Regions from separate parts of the Mus musculus genome. Here regions 2 and 3 are each linked to region 1. A link is a contact called in public HiChIP or PLAC-seq data. All regions are on one chromosome and are shown on one strand. Each heading gives the region's core, a stretch centred on a gene start, on an enhancer-like site or on the middle of the called end of the contact. The rest is flanking DNA. Distances are from core to core; before and after follow the strand shown.

Region 1 (4,305 bases), core at 1,267-3,766:
TCATTGAGAACTTTATATCTTGATCCAAAGGCAGAGAGAGCAAACTGGGCTTCGGGGTGGGTTTCTGAAACCTTAAAAACAGCTCTTCCAACAAAGCCATTCTTCTAATTCTTTCCAAACAGTTCTACTAAGGACCAAGTATTCAGACATACAAGTCTACGGGTCTGTTTTCACCCAAACTACCACAGTGCCTAACAATGGACTTAGCATCATCCATCACGGAGAAATGAAAATTAAAACCAGAGAACAAAACACCAACAATGTACATCACTACGGGGAGAGGACCAAGGAGTATTCTAGTTGATTGGCAGATCTCAAACATAGATTTAGGGAAAAGAGAAGAAAATGTTCTGTATCAATCAACCTCAGAGTGAAAATATTCAGGAAAAAAAAGCATGCAATGAAAGCACCTGGACACTTCCCATCATTCTCTAAAAGATACAAGTTATCTATTCACACAGTTCCAGGTGTTACAATTTGGAGTATTTGGGGAGTGTTGCTCAACTTTAGAGCTCTTTCCTAGCATTCTCAAGTCCACAACTTTAAACCTTAGCAAGTGTCTCTGTGTGCATGTCTACGTATGTAATGGCATAAATTGGTCATATGCCAGGAAGGGCATCCTGGAATCTGGAAATTCCAAATTATTCTGTGAATTTGGAAAGATAATAAATATATGTAATATCATAGCATTCATGAAGAGTTGGGGGTGTCGGTGAGACAGGGTCTCCCTGAGTAGCTCTAGCTACCCTGTAACTCACTCTGTAGACCAAACTGCCTCCTGAGTACTGGGGCTAAAGGTGTGTGCCACCATAAAAAGCAAATTTCAAATCTTGAAATACTTTTTAGAAACATTTGGCTATGGAGCATGGTGGCACAGATCTTAAGTTCTAGCACTCAAGAGGCTAAGACAAAAAGGTTTGAAGTTCAAGGCCAGACTGGGTTACATAGAAAGTAGGAAGAAAACACAGACACACATAAATGAAGAAGATAATCTAACACTATGTAAATATCCCGTTTCTCTGCAAATTTTCAATAACTATGCAACTATGAATAGATCCGACCTGTGAGGACTACTTTGTGATGTTTAGTGATTTTCTATTTGTGCAATTTCTTTTTTTGTTTTCAAGAATGGTTCTGAATGCCATGTAGTCCAAATCGGCCTCAAAACTTGCTCTGCATCCAAGGATGAGCCCCGAGCTGCTTGCTCCTCCCACCAAACGCTGAGATGACGCAGACAGTCTTAAAGGCTCTCGAGACAATTCCAATGTGCAGTAGCTTTGCATACCAATGGCCTATCACAAATAATACTTTACAGAAACACAGGAAATTCATGATTTAAATACAAGAAACAGGTTATACAGATGAGTGAGCTAGCACCCAACTGTAACTTTAAACAGTTATTTTTCAAATAAACAATCACATTGAAAACAGTGCCAAGCAACTACTACTACAAAGCTGCAAAATTACTGTAAAGAAAATAATTAAGAAGATACTGAATGTTCAAAGCATTAACACCTTACAAATCTCGCCCCTCACCTAAAACAAAATGATCGTACGTTTAGAAACCTTTTACACTTAAGTCAGGCGTCCTTGTGCTCTGGCGTGGCTTTTCTGTAGTACTGGAACAGATAAAGCTAGAAGGTGGCAAATGTATTGTCGCAATCAATACAGGATAAGTACCATATTCAATATAAATATCAGAGGTAAAACTGGAAGCGAAGCTGTGATTTAAGGGCAACAATTTACTAAGTGGAAAAACACCTCCTAAAACATATGCAGGATAAGAGATGATACAGCCTTAAGTCTTTTATGTGTTCCTTTCGTACTTTTATGTATTGGCAAAGTCTGCACAATGCCAAAACGTAAAAGACTACGTAAATTTGGGATGGGTTTTGTTTCGTGAGGCAGGGTCTCACTTTGCAGCTCAGTCTGGCCTCAAACTGGAAGCAATCCTCCTGCCTCAGCCTCCCAGAGGTATAGTTGGGATGCGTTTTCCAACATCTCAGTTCATCCCATTCTGTACAAAAGCACGTTTGGGAGTCGGTCGTGTAGTAAGACGCACGAGAAAATATGGACCAGTGAAGAGGAAGGTTTAAAAATTACAAGAAAAACTCTTTCTACAAGAAAACTCTCCTTAGAGACACTCTTAGAGCCTTCTCTCCCAGTAAGCATGCTTTTCATTTCGGCCCAGTCACCCCCAAGTAAAAGCGACAGCCAAGGCTTCAAAAGCCATCCGATATAGCGATCCCGAGCCGTGTTTTAATGTCCTTACCAAGGCGACACCTGTCAAAACTGCCAAGAGCGAAGCTGCGGGCTCCGGGCGGAGTCCAATGACAGCGTCTAGATGTCGTCGTCGCCTTCCCAGGAGCAAGTGAGTGTAATCTGATAACACAGATCCGAGTAGGTAGCCCTAGGCTCCCGCCGAGCCAACAGCCCTTCCAGCCTGCAGGTTTACGCCCCACAGCAAGCCCAGAGGAAATTTGGAGTTCAGCACCGCGCGCGCCGCGAGGGACGGTTGACGCGCCTGCGCACCGCGGAACTTCCGTTCCCCAGCCCCGCCCCGCCAGGCGCGGCCGTCACCCGAAGCGGCCACTTCCGCGCGCGCATGCGCCGTGGCGGCTCCGGCGCATGCGCAGCGCTGGGTTCTTCCCAGCTCCAACTTCTGGGACTCACGCTCCTCCCTCCCGTTTCCCCACCCCCAGCCCGCCGCGGCCCGGTATCAACGTGTGGTCCCGCCAGGGGAACTGTGCGTAACCTCGTGCTCCCGGGACGCCGGTGGGGTTCCCGGCTCTAGCCATGGAGATGGAGCAAGTGAACGCGCTGTGCGAGGAGCTAGTGAAAGCGGTGACGGTCATGATGGACCCCAGCTCTACCCAGCGCTACCGGCTGGAAGCCCTCAAGGTAGCTGGGGTCCTGGCGGCCTGGGCCTGCCCCGAGAACCCTATCCCAGGCTTCCCTCACGGCCTCTCCAAACTCAGTTTGTCTCCTGCCTATGCGGCCTTTGATCTTCCCACTGCCCGTGGGGAGGGTGGCTTCTGGTCGCGGCCCTCACCTCCTCCCACTTGAGTCTTTTCTTGCCTGCGCGCTTGCCTTTGCATCACACGCAAGGGTCCCTAACTGTTGCACATCTCCTCGCCATGTCTCAGTGGCTTTTTTGCCCACTCCTCACTTCTCTTCACTCTAGATCACACCGCGGTCTCCACCCACGCAGGCTGTGCCGGCTCTGACGCCGGGGCAAACCCCACATTCCCTGGCGTTCCGGGAGCGCACGTGCAAATTCCTGCCCCAGTGCCACCTTCATTCTTCCCTGCTGATCACTCCAGACTTGTGCTGATTCTAGATCCCCGTGTGTCCATTTTCTTACATCCTTACATACCTCTATCTTTCGAGTCTTGGCCATCTCTGGGCTAATTTGTGACGCTCCTTCCTCGTTTATACCTGTGAGATAGTCTCCGGCTGTTTTTGCGCGAAGACGAGCTTTACCACCGGCTTTGCATTTATTTGCACCGGGGCACTTTGGTTTCCTGGAAGTAATTCTCTTGCGTCCCGGGTGCTCTCTGCGCCAGGGTCTAGTTCAGCTTTTGCTATTTGGGAACGCTAATACCTTCAACAGAGCTTCTCTCTATTAGAGTAAGCGCCAACATATAGATGTATGTGGCACAGGATTTGGAATCAAACAACTCTGTTTGCTTTGTCTTTGATTGTGAAGAATTTTACATAGGCAAAGAAACAGAGCACCAGAGTGATCCCGAATAGGCCTGTGACCTAAACTCAGATGATACACAGATTTGCTTGTTCACTGACTCCTCCTGGCACCCTTAGTTTTGAAAGCTAATTCTAGGGGTTGACATTCAACTTGTATGGGTATATCTCTAGCATTTTTTTTTGTACTCTCTTAGATCCAGTTTAGTATTAACATGACTAATATCTAAATGGAGAGTGTCAGTATTACTAATCTAGATTTTCGCATCTTAAAAATACAGCTAAAAGGACAGCAGGTAACCCCTGCTACTGGGAAGACTAAGGCAGGGGATACAAAGTCAGGCAGCTATCAGAGTGACTTAGTAAGACCTCCTCTCTCAGACAAAGTAAGCAGAAGAGCCCTGGGAGATGGCATAGAGGGTGGAGCTTTTGGTGCCTGTTTATGGCTGAGGACTGGAATCCAGGTGGAGGGGAGGAAGAGACTGATAAAATAAATCCCTGAGTGGACTCACCAGCCCGTCTAGGCAAATCCTGAGCTCTGGGTTCTCAAAACAGCAGAGAGAAAGACATTCAACTTCAGCTTCTGCCTTCCACTCAAATGTG
Region 2 (4,305 bases), core at 817-3,316, 630 kb after region 1:
TTTCGAGACAGGGTTTCTCTGTGTAGCCCTGGCTGCCCTGGAACTCACTCTGTAGACCAGGCTGGCCTTGAACTCAGAAATCCACCTGCCTCTGCCTCCCGAGTGCTGGGATTAAAGGTGTCGCCACCACGCCCAGCTGATTCAAAACATTCTAATGTCACAACACTGGCGTCACTTCATAAGGTTGAAGGCTTAGAAAGCTGGACGTGCTGGGCCAGAGGGACGGCTCAGAGGGTGAAGGCTCACCACAAAGCCTGGGATTTGATCTGTGGGACCTACTTGGTGGAAAGAGACAGCCAACTCAAGGCGGTCCTCCTCCTGATCGATACACGTACACTCAGGCACTCACGCATACGTAACATAGAGGAATGTCAAAAGCAAGAAGAAACTTAAGAGCCTGATTCTATGACAAACAGAGCACTGACATACTGTCATCCAGGTTTTCCCTCTCCTGTCAGTCACAAGGTGAGGTAATGATTCTTTGCACTCTACAGAGGCAATCGAAGCCTCTCTTGTAAGGTTTCCTTGAGACAGAAAGGCTTCAGGTCTGGTTTTCAGCACTCACCGTGGAGTTGGCGAAAATTGAATTAGAATTGGCTGCAGAATACCCTGCGTTCGTCACATCATCGCTGCCCTGCAGAGGGGGAATTCAACATGGCAGTTACTGCAGGGCTTGGAGAGACAAAAGCCGAGCCTGAGACACTTGTCTGTCACTTACCGATTTACTGCTAGGTCCGTGCAGAAAATAGTTCAATGCTTGTGGGTCTCTAGAAAAGAAGGAAGTGAGAGAGTGAAACAAGTAAGTACTGCTACTTCTACGTAAATAGCTGCTGATAGTTATATAAGGCAAAAAGAAACGAAACACTAGCTCCAGTGAAATCTCTCCATTTTAAACCATTTTCTACACTTCTGTCTCTGGGAAGCGCCTACTGCTTCAGTCCTGGGGGGTGAACTTGGACCTTGCCCTTGCTTGGTGAGCTAAAAATAAAACTAAGCAACACCCTGGCCTGCCATCCCCAGACTTACTAAAAAAAATAACAAGTAAAACCAAAAGGAATGGGTTGCTGAGTTATGACCTGTGTGTAAAACTACCTTTCTGTGGCAGTTAAGAGCACTGACTGCTCTTCCTGATGTCCTGAGTTCAAATCCCAGCAACCACATGGTGGCTCACAACCATCTGTATGTGATCTGATGCCCTCTTCTGAAGACAATGACAGTGTACTTTATACATAAAATAAATAAAATCTTATTTATTTGTTTATTTATTTATTTTTGTTTTCTGAGACAGGGTTTCTCTGTGTAGCCCTGGCTGTCCTGGAACTCACTCTGTAGACCAGGCTGGCCTCAAACTCAGAAATCTGCCTGCCTCTGCCTCTGCCTCCCAAGTGCTGGGATTAAAGGTGTGTGCCACCACTGCCTGGTATAACAAAATCTTAGTACAAACAAACAAACACACAAACTCTCTGTGCTAGTTATTGCTGTAACCATGGTAAAGTATTATTTTTTATTTTAAAAGGCCAGGAGCTTAAGATAGCTACAGAGCTCTTTCTACTCCTCACACCTCACACGAGCGGTCCACCCTGGGCCCCACAGGAGCATCTTACCCAATAAGATCGAGGAGACAGGAGTCATCGTCATCATCCATGACAACTGCAAGGAGAGAGGGAGGGAGGCAGTGAGTCGGAGCAGGGCGGCCAGCAATATGGATGCAGTGGAGCACGCTGAGCCTCCACACAACTGTCAGCACGGGAGCTTTCCCTAGTCACCTATCAAGCCTACCATGGGAAAAATGTTGTGGCTGGTGGGCACAGTGTCATTTGCCAGTAGTCCTGGCCACTCAGGTAGGACTCAGTAAGGAAGGGAACTTGAGTCCAAGAGTTCAAGGTCAGCCTGGACAATAGCAAGACCGCAGCTCATAAGTAAATAAACAAATAGCCAAGCAAGCCAGACACACTGGCAAACACCTTGATCCCAGGAGTTGGAAGGCAGAGACAGGAGGATCAGGAGGTGAAGGCTACCCTTGCCTACATGACAAGGTTGAGGCCAGCCTGGGCTACATGAGACCCCATGTCAAAAACAAAAAACAAAAACAAAAACAAAAACAAAAACAAAAGGTGCCAGGCGTAGTGGCGCACGCCTTTAATCCCAGCACTCGGGAGGCAGAGGCAGAGGCAGGCGGATTTCTGAGTTTGAGGCCAGCCTGGTCTACAAAGTGAGTTCCAGGACAGCCAGGGCTACACAGAGAAACCCTGTCTCGAAAAACAACAACAACAACAAAAAGGTAGAAATATGTGAAATTAACAGTTACTTGAATACATTTTTGACTTAAATTGTTTCTCCTATAAATCAGTTTCAACATAGAGGTCCAAAGAGTTTAGACACATCTAAGATAGCTGCAGCCACCGGCCACATGCAGATTCCCGAGAGAGACCATGAAGGAGGACTTATGCCATCAAACGTAGAATGAGTAAGGGCAGAGACAAAATTTTGCTTTAGGAAAGCTCTCAGATTCTGAAGTCCTTCAGGGTTGTGACCGGATGCGTCTAAACACTGAGAGCAACTCCGACTTCTCAACGTATTTTGGTGATCTTTGGGAAGGCAGAATGCGGGTTCTCCCCACATTTGGAGACAGACCAGGAGGCCCTGTGGTGCAAGCCATACAGGCTCTGGTCGTGGGCCTTGGGTGCTTCCCAGTGCAGAAATACTGTCCAAGTTCAATGCCGAATAGTCCATAGCTGGACCAGGAATGTTTAAAGTAGAAACTGCAGCCCAAGTTCTCCCCACTGCAGCTCGGAGCTCCCTCTCTCTGCCTGCAGCAGCCACAAGCATGGCCAGCACAGCTCTGGCCCAGACTGTAACAACTGAACAAATTCCAGCCGTGGTTCTCCCCCGAGAGCCAGTCAACTTACACTAGTGACCCGACACCTGGCAACCCTGCTTCTCACCCATTTCAAGCCATGCGTGGAATAATTTACATCACAGAACACCAGGGCCAAGAGTTCTGGAGCAGTTGGAAAGGGCAGTTGTGAACGGCAGTTGGACGCAGGAATGAAATCCTGAAGAGATGCCCAGAGGAGGGGCATACCCAGAAAAGGCAGAGGGAAGGGTGAGTCTTAAGGAGAGATTTTTCTCTGTTCAAACTTCCTTCTCCCATTAGTTCCTCCAAACCAATCATAAGGCCTAACAGCTGTGGTATTCCCTCCTGCCACGGGGAAGGACACTTTCTCTACTCTAGAAGAATGTGGAAGGGTAAGTTTCCTGATGTGGGACCCTCCTGTAGGTGGCTGGATTCGAAGGGTTGCGGAGTGACTGGGCTGATTATAATCCACTGAGCAGAGTGCAGGGTGGGGAGAGAGGATGGGTGAGGGAGAAGGAAGGAGAGTGGGATACATGAAGCAGAAGCTGTTGGCTACTGAAGCTAAGAGCAGCCAGCCATGAGAAATGGGCTCTTTAGGACCCAGGCAGGAGTCATTTGAGGTCACATTGGCACCAATGTTCCTGCACACATGACTTTTGAAAACAAGACTGGGAAGGAAACAGGAAAACTATCATCAACTGGGTATGCTGGATTTGTTACACAAGCCAGGCATGGTGACGAGGTGACATCTGTATTTTCAGCCCTTGGGAGGCAGAGGCAGAAGGCCTGATGCAAGTTTAAGGACAGCCTGGTCTACCTAATGAGTACCAGGACAGCCTAGGCTACATACGAACCTGCCTCAAACAAATGCCACAAAACAGAAGCTATGTCCTGATTACAAGCATTAGCCACAGCTCATGTCATTATAAACCACGCCTCCCAGACATCACAATCACACGGAATAAACTGTCCAATTATGATGTATCTTTAGGCCTATACAGTATATATTATTTCTTTACTTCAACATGGCTATTCAAATGAAGAATCCTATTATCGCCATAAACTTTCTTCTCTTTTTCTTGAGACTGCATCTCACTATGTACCCCTGGCTGGTTTGGAACTCACCGTGGAGAGCCCCCTGGCCTTTGTGGAGAGTGCTGGGATTAAAAGCATGCGTGATCATGCTTGTGCCTTCTATACTTAATTTTTAAAGTTGAAGATGGGGCTCAGTGGTTCAGCTCATGTGAAGCCTGGGTCTGATGTTTAGCATCACCCAAACCGCAGTGTCTGAGGCTTGCCCGCCTACAGACGGATTAAGAGGAATGTGAATGGGGGTTGCTAAGGAGACGGCTCTGCGGGTAAAGAGTTTTATTCTTGAAACCCATGTAACAAGATGGGCATGGTGGCACACATGGTAATCCCAATCCTGGGGTGCACAGAGGCAGGAG
Region 3 (4,305 bases), core at 1,083-3,582, 570 kb before region 1:
GAAATCTAGATTGCCAGGGACTCAAATCAAAGTCAGCTCACGAGTGGTGTAGGCTGACATCTCTGTGCCCTAGGCTAAGGGGGAAGAGCAGAAATGTAGTCAAACAGCCTGTGGGGACACATCCTTGGGAGGCCACAGTGGGGACAAAACCTCCTAGGGCGGTGAGGTGCATAAGTGGCCATATGAACCCACTGGGATGGAGTCAAAGGAAGAATGGCGTGTCTTGTTTTCTGTATTTTAACACAAACTGTATACAGCTATTGCCGGCAAATACTTACTGATGTCAAGGGTCAAGTATTCTCACTCTGCCTGCTTGTTTATTTACTCGAGACAGGGTTTCTCTGTGTAGCCCTGGCTGTCCTGGAACTCACTCTGTAGACCAGGCTGGCCGAGATCTGCCTGCTGGGATTAAAGGCCTGCGCCACCAAGCCCTGTTTTGGTTGAGACCTTTTGAAAGTTCAAAAGACCTGTTAGTTTTAGAACCTCTCTAAGACTGCCTGTTGGGATGTCCTGCCATCCCTAGGGAGATGAGCTCTGTAGGGAGAGAGTCATGTGGAGAATAGGCTCAGAGGCTCCCTGGAGAGTGTGACTGATCACAAGGCAAAGGAGAGGAAAACAAAGGGCTGGAGGGACAGGAACCAATTCCTCAAGGGACAGTCAGTCGGGTGTGGCCATGAGAGGGGGAAGAGGCAGCTCTGTACAAGCTGACTAAATTGATCTTTAGAGTGACAGAGAAGGGGTAGGGCTGGAGCACTGGGAAAGGATCTCAAAGGATGGCAATCCCAGCTGTCTGCACAGCGTCTGTCCCAGTAGGCTCTGCTCTTCAGGAAACTGCAAACTGTGTATATATAAACAGACGACAGATCAGGTCCATGGTGTGATTTATTTATTTTTTTATTTATTTGTTTTTTTCCGAGACAGGATTTCTCTGTGTAGCCCTGGCTGTCCTGCAACTCACTCTGTAGACCAGGCTGGCCTCGAACTCAGAAATCAGCCTGCCTCTGCCTCCTGAGTGCTGGGATCAAAGGCGTGTGCCACCACTGCCCGGCTCCATGGTGTGATTAAGGGAAGGTTTTTACTGTAGGGACGAGAGAGAGAGAGAGAGAGAGAGAGAGAGAGAGAGAGAGAGAGAGAGAGAGAAGATTGAATATGGCCGGTAGAGAGAGGTGGGAGAAGGAGGGAGACCAGGAGAACACAGGCAAAAGACTGGAGTGGAGAGAGAGAGAGAGAGAGAGAGAGAGTCAAAATAGCAGGGTTATAAGACTGAGCAGGTGTAGGAAGGGCTGAGAGGAGCCAGGATGCAGACATGGACTCTGCAATGTGTAACAGACACGTGTGACACTCAGGGAACTTTGGTATACTAATAAACACCGCAGGTAGCTACTTGTTCCCTCTGTTAGTGATAAGGGGAAAGGCTTCTCTTGGCAGAGGTGGGACTGGCTTCCTAAGTTCCTGACCTATGTTGGCTTTTGTCTAACTGCCAGAATTTGGGGGAATTTGCAGAATTTGACAGAAACCACCGGTCCCTAGGAAGCTGTACACAGAGGCAGGAAGTATCCTGATTGCTCTGTGGAACGAAGGTTTAATCTAAGGGAAGTGGTTTAATCTAAGGGAAGCCTTATCTAGGAGGCTGAGTCACGGGAGGAAGGTCCTATGGTGGCATTATTACTGGCTCTATAAGAGAAGGAAGAGCGAGGACCAGGAAGATGGCCTGCCACTCAAGCCTGATGGTTGGGACCCAGGGATTCACTTTAAAAAGCCAGATAAGGGGGTACGCATCTGCAATCCAAGTCCTGAGATGAGATGGAGAAACACCAGCTGCTCTCAGCCCACCCAGCCAGTCCGGAGCCCGTACAGCAGCCGGAAGACAGACCTCCAGTCGCCTACCAGAAGGGACTCCTCATTGTGTGGTCTACCAGCTGGCTCTTGCAACTAACTGCCTGTCCTTTGATTTGGTTGGTTGGTTTGGTTTGGTTTCCAAGACAGGGCCCTGGCTGTCTTAGGAACTCCCTCTGTAGACCAGGCTGGCCTGAACTCATAGAGATCCACCTGCCTCTCAAGTCTGGGGATTAAAGGCGTTGGTCACCCCCACCACTCCCAACACACACACCTGGAGCTTGTCCTCTGATCTTTGAGACCCCTGCGGTGCGGTCTTTGGAGGAGGGGCAGTTTGAGGGAAAATAGGACAAAGGCACCTCAAAGCCTTGTGGCCTCTTGGCTTTGTCAGCCCCAGGTCAGGCTTCGCTGGCCATTGGCTCAGTGGCGCCCCTCCACCCCACAACGTTCAACGCATCTAAGAGTTCCTAATGTTTTCAAAGCTTGGGGCTGAGCTGCGTTTAACATCCTGTAACCCTGCAGCGCCCCCTAGTAATTTGTAGACAAGCACATTTGCAGAGCCCCTCTTTGGTATTGAAGAATTAAGTGGGAAAATAACCTTGTCCTCTTTATTAGAATAATGTGTACGACGCGGCGCGGGGAGGCGATGGAATTCCTGACAAGAGGGCGGGCTAGGAGGCGGGTGTGAGTTGACAGCACGCGGGAACACTTAAGCTGAAGATTGCCTTCGCCAGAGAAAAACTGGCGGAGAATCCACCTCATTTTTAGTCTAAATACGGCGTGAGAGTGCTCGGGGCGTGGTGGGGGTGGGGGAGGGGGGTGTTGGTGTTCCGGTCAGCCCGGATCAGGGGACCAGAGTAAACACTGTGCCTGGGGCACTGGAGAGCGAGAGCGACAAGGAGCATCCACCATCCTGGCCGGAGCAGGAGCGCCACCGGCGGAGGGAGGAACGAGGGAGCCAGGCTTCGCATCTCCCTACCCCCACATGGTTATTTGCAGCCACTGCAAAGACAGCAGAAAAGAGGAGACTTTCTGCAGAGGATGGAGAGTGGGTGGGACTAGAGGGGAGGGGTTCAGGGTGTGGCCAGACGACCCTTCCCATGCCTTCCCTCTTACCTGGTTAATATCCAAGCAAATAGAACCAGTTTTCTTGGTGTCCATGGATAAGAAGAACGCTGTTTTAAGGATAAGGGCGTGGGGCAGGGGTAGAGGGCGGGGGCGGGGTTAGATCTGAGATGAGGGTTTAAAAGACCCGAAAGGTAGTAGAAAGGTATCCCTTTTTCATCAGGAGTGAATCACAGCTACCCTGGTTAGGAGATGGGTCTGGTTCAGAGCGCTTGGCTCGGACCCATTTACTTTGAATAGAGCCCTGGGAAGAGGAGGGGGGCACTGACTTATTTGTTTTGCACTAATTTATTGTGTGTGAGAGGGGCATGCAGGTGCATATATATGACAGCTTGCACCTGTGGAGCTCAGAGGACAACCTGAGGCTGCTGATGCTCGCCTTCCACCACGTGGGCCCTGGAACTGAACTCAGGTCTTCAGACTTGGTAGCAAGCACTCTTATATGCTGACTCATCTTGCTCCCTATTGTTTTAACCCAGAGTCTCACTAAGTAGCCAGGGTTGCCCCAAACTTGTGATCCTCCTGTCTCAGCTTCCCAAGTTCAAGAATTATAAATATGGGCTTTTTTTTTTATCGTTGGGACAATCTTTTCATATTTATTTATTTATTTGTTTGTTTGTTTATTTATTTATTTATTTATTTTTGAGACAAGAGTCTTCTGGCTGACCCAGGCTGGCCTCAGGCTCACTCTGTAGCTGAGGATGACTTTCAACTCCTGATTTTTCTGCCCCCATCTCCAGAGTGTTGGGGTTAAAGGTGTGTGTCACCACACCAGGGCTTGGTCCAGCTAGGCAAAAACACCCTACTAACGGGCTCCATCCCCACCCCCTGGGGCAGAACGGTGACTGTCCATATCATATTTTCTAGAGAAGGAAATGGGAGTACAGACAGAAGTCACAGCCCCAGCACGTTGTGGACTTGAACTTGGGTCAGGTGTGTGCTCTGTCTGTGTGGGAGAGGTTCTGTTAGCAACAGACCTCAGGATGAATGGATGTGGGAGCAAGGCAGCTAGCTCTCCTGGCCTAACCAAGAGGGGGCAGGTGCCTCACTTACCAAACATGGCCTTGAGCCTCAGGAAACAGTTGAGGAAGCTGTCAAAGTCCACAATCATGTTATCCGAGTACCTGGCAACGACTACCTCGGTCACTCTGTTGTTCATCTTGATGCCTAGGGAACAGATGTGTGTGTGTGAGGGGTTGGGGGGGGGGGGACAGTAAGGGCAGAGTTCAGGTCTGGACACAACCTCCCGGCTCCTGGCCCCTGCAGGGCGCCACCTGCTTTCTCTATTGCCAGGCGCATCTCATAGGAGTTCAAGTTCCCTGAGCGGTCCTCATCACACTCTTT

Evidence for each region. HiChIP or PLAC-seq counts read pairs in DNA pulled down with a chosen protein or histone mark.
Region 2: a contact with region 1 is called in an H3K4me3 HiChIP or PLAC-seq map of bone marrow-derived macrophages, with 4 times the contacts expected there. The contact joins the promoter of Bicral here to the promoter of Polh in region 1. A contact is called at or near these places in 3 of 39 promoter capture datasets (hippocampal neurons, liver and pre-B cells), 1 of 484 Hi-C or Micro-C datasets (cortical neurons) and 1 of 115 datasets of contacts at active chromatin or transcription factors (bone marrow-derived macrophages).
Region 3: a contact with region 1 is called in an H3K4me3 HiChIP or PLAC-seq map of bone marrow-derived macrophages, with 4 times the contacts expected there. The contact joins the enhancer-like site here to the promoter of Polh in region 1. A contact is called at or near these places in 1 of 39 promoter capture datasets (neural stem cells), 1 of 15 datasets of contacts at CTCF or cohesin (the NIH/3T3 cell line), 3 of 115 datasets of contacts at active chromatin or transcription factors (the 230-238 cell line, bone marrow-derived macrophages and pancreatic cancer cells) and 1 of 9 other capture datasets (liver).

The regions. Positions count from the first base shown.
Region 1 is chr17:46,200,125-46,204,429 of GRCm38.p6, forward strand. It overlaps Polh (polymerase (DNA directed), eta (RAD 30 related)), which reads right to left and starts at 2,517. Exons shown (of 11, transcript NM_030715.4): 1 at 2,273-2,517. Xpo5 (exportin 5) reads left to right here and starts at 2,687. Exons shown (of 32, transcript NM_028198.3): 1 at 2,687-2,901. The coding sequence starts at 2,797.
Region 2 is chr17:46,829,347-46,833,651 of GRCm38.p6, forward strand. Bicral (BRD4 interacting chromatin remodeling complex associated protein like) reads right to left here and starts at 2,067. Exons shown (of 11, transcript NM_001100452.1): 1 at 1,605-2,067; 2 at 719-767; 3 at 566-634. The coding sequence starts at 1,645.
Region 3 is chr17:45,627,774-45,632,078 of GRCm38.p6, forward strand. It overlaps Capn11 (calpain 11), which reads right to left. Exons shown (of 22, transcript NM_001013767.2): 19 at 4,236-4,305; 20 at 4,015-4,128; 21 at 2,953-3,011; 22 at 2,431-2,838. The coding sequence ends at 2,812. Among named protein-coding and RNA genes, the nearest start is that of Gm52283, 3.0 kb to the left of the region's middle. Within about 2 kb of position 2,333, at least 116 of the 459 cell types and tissues checked have an H3K27ac peak or open chromatin away from gene starts, as enhancers often do. A contact at or near this core is called in bone marrow-derived macrophages, liver and neural stem cells, where this site is marked.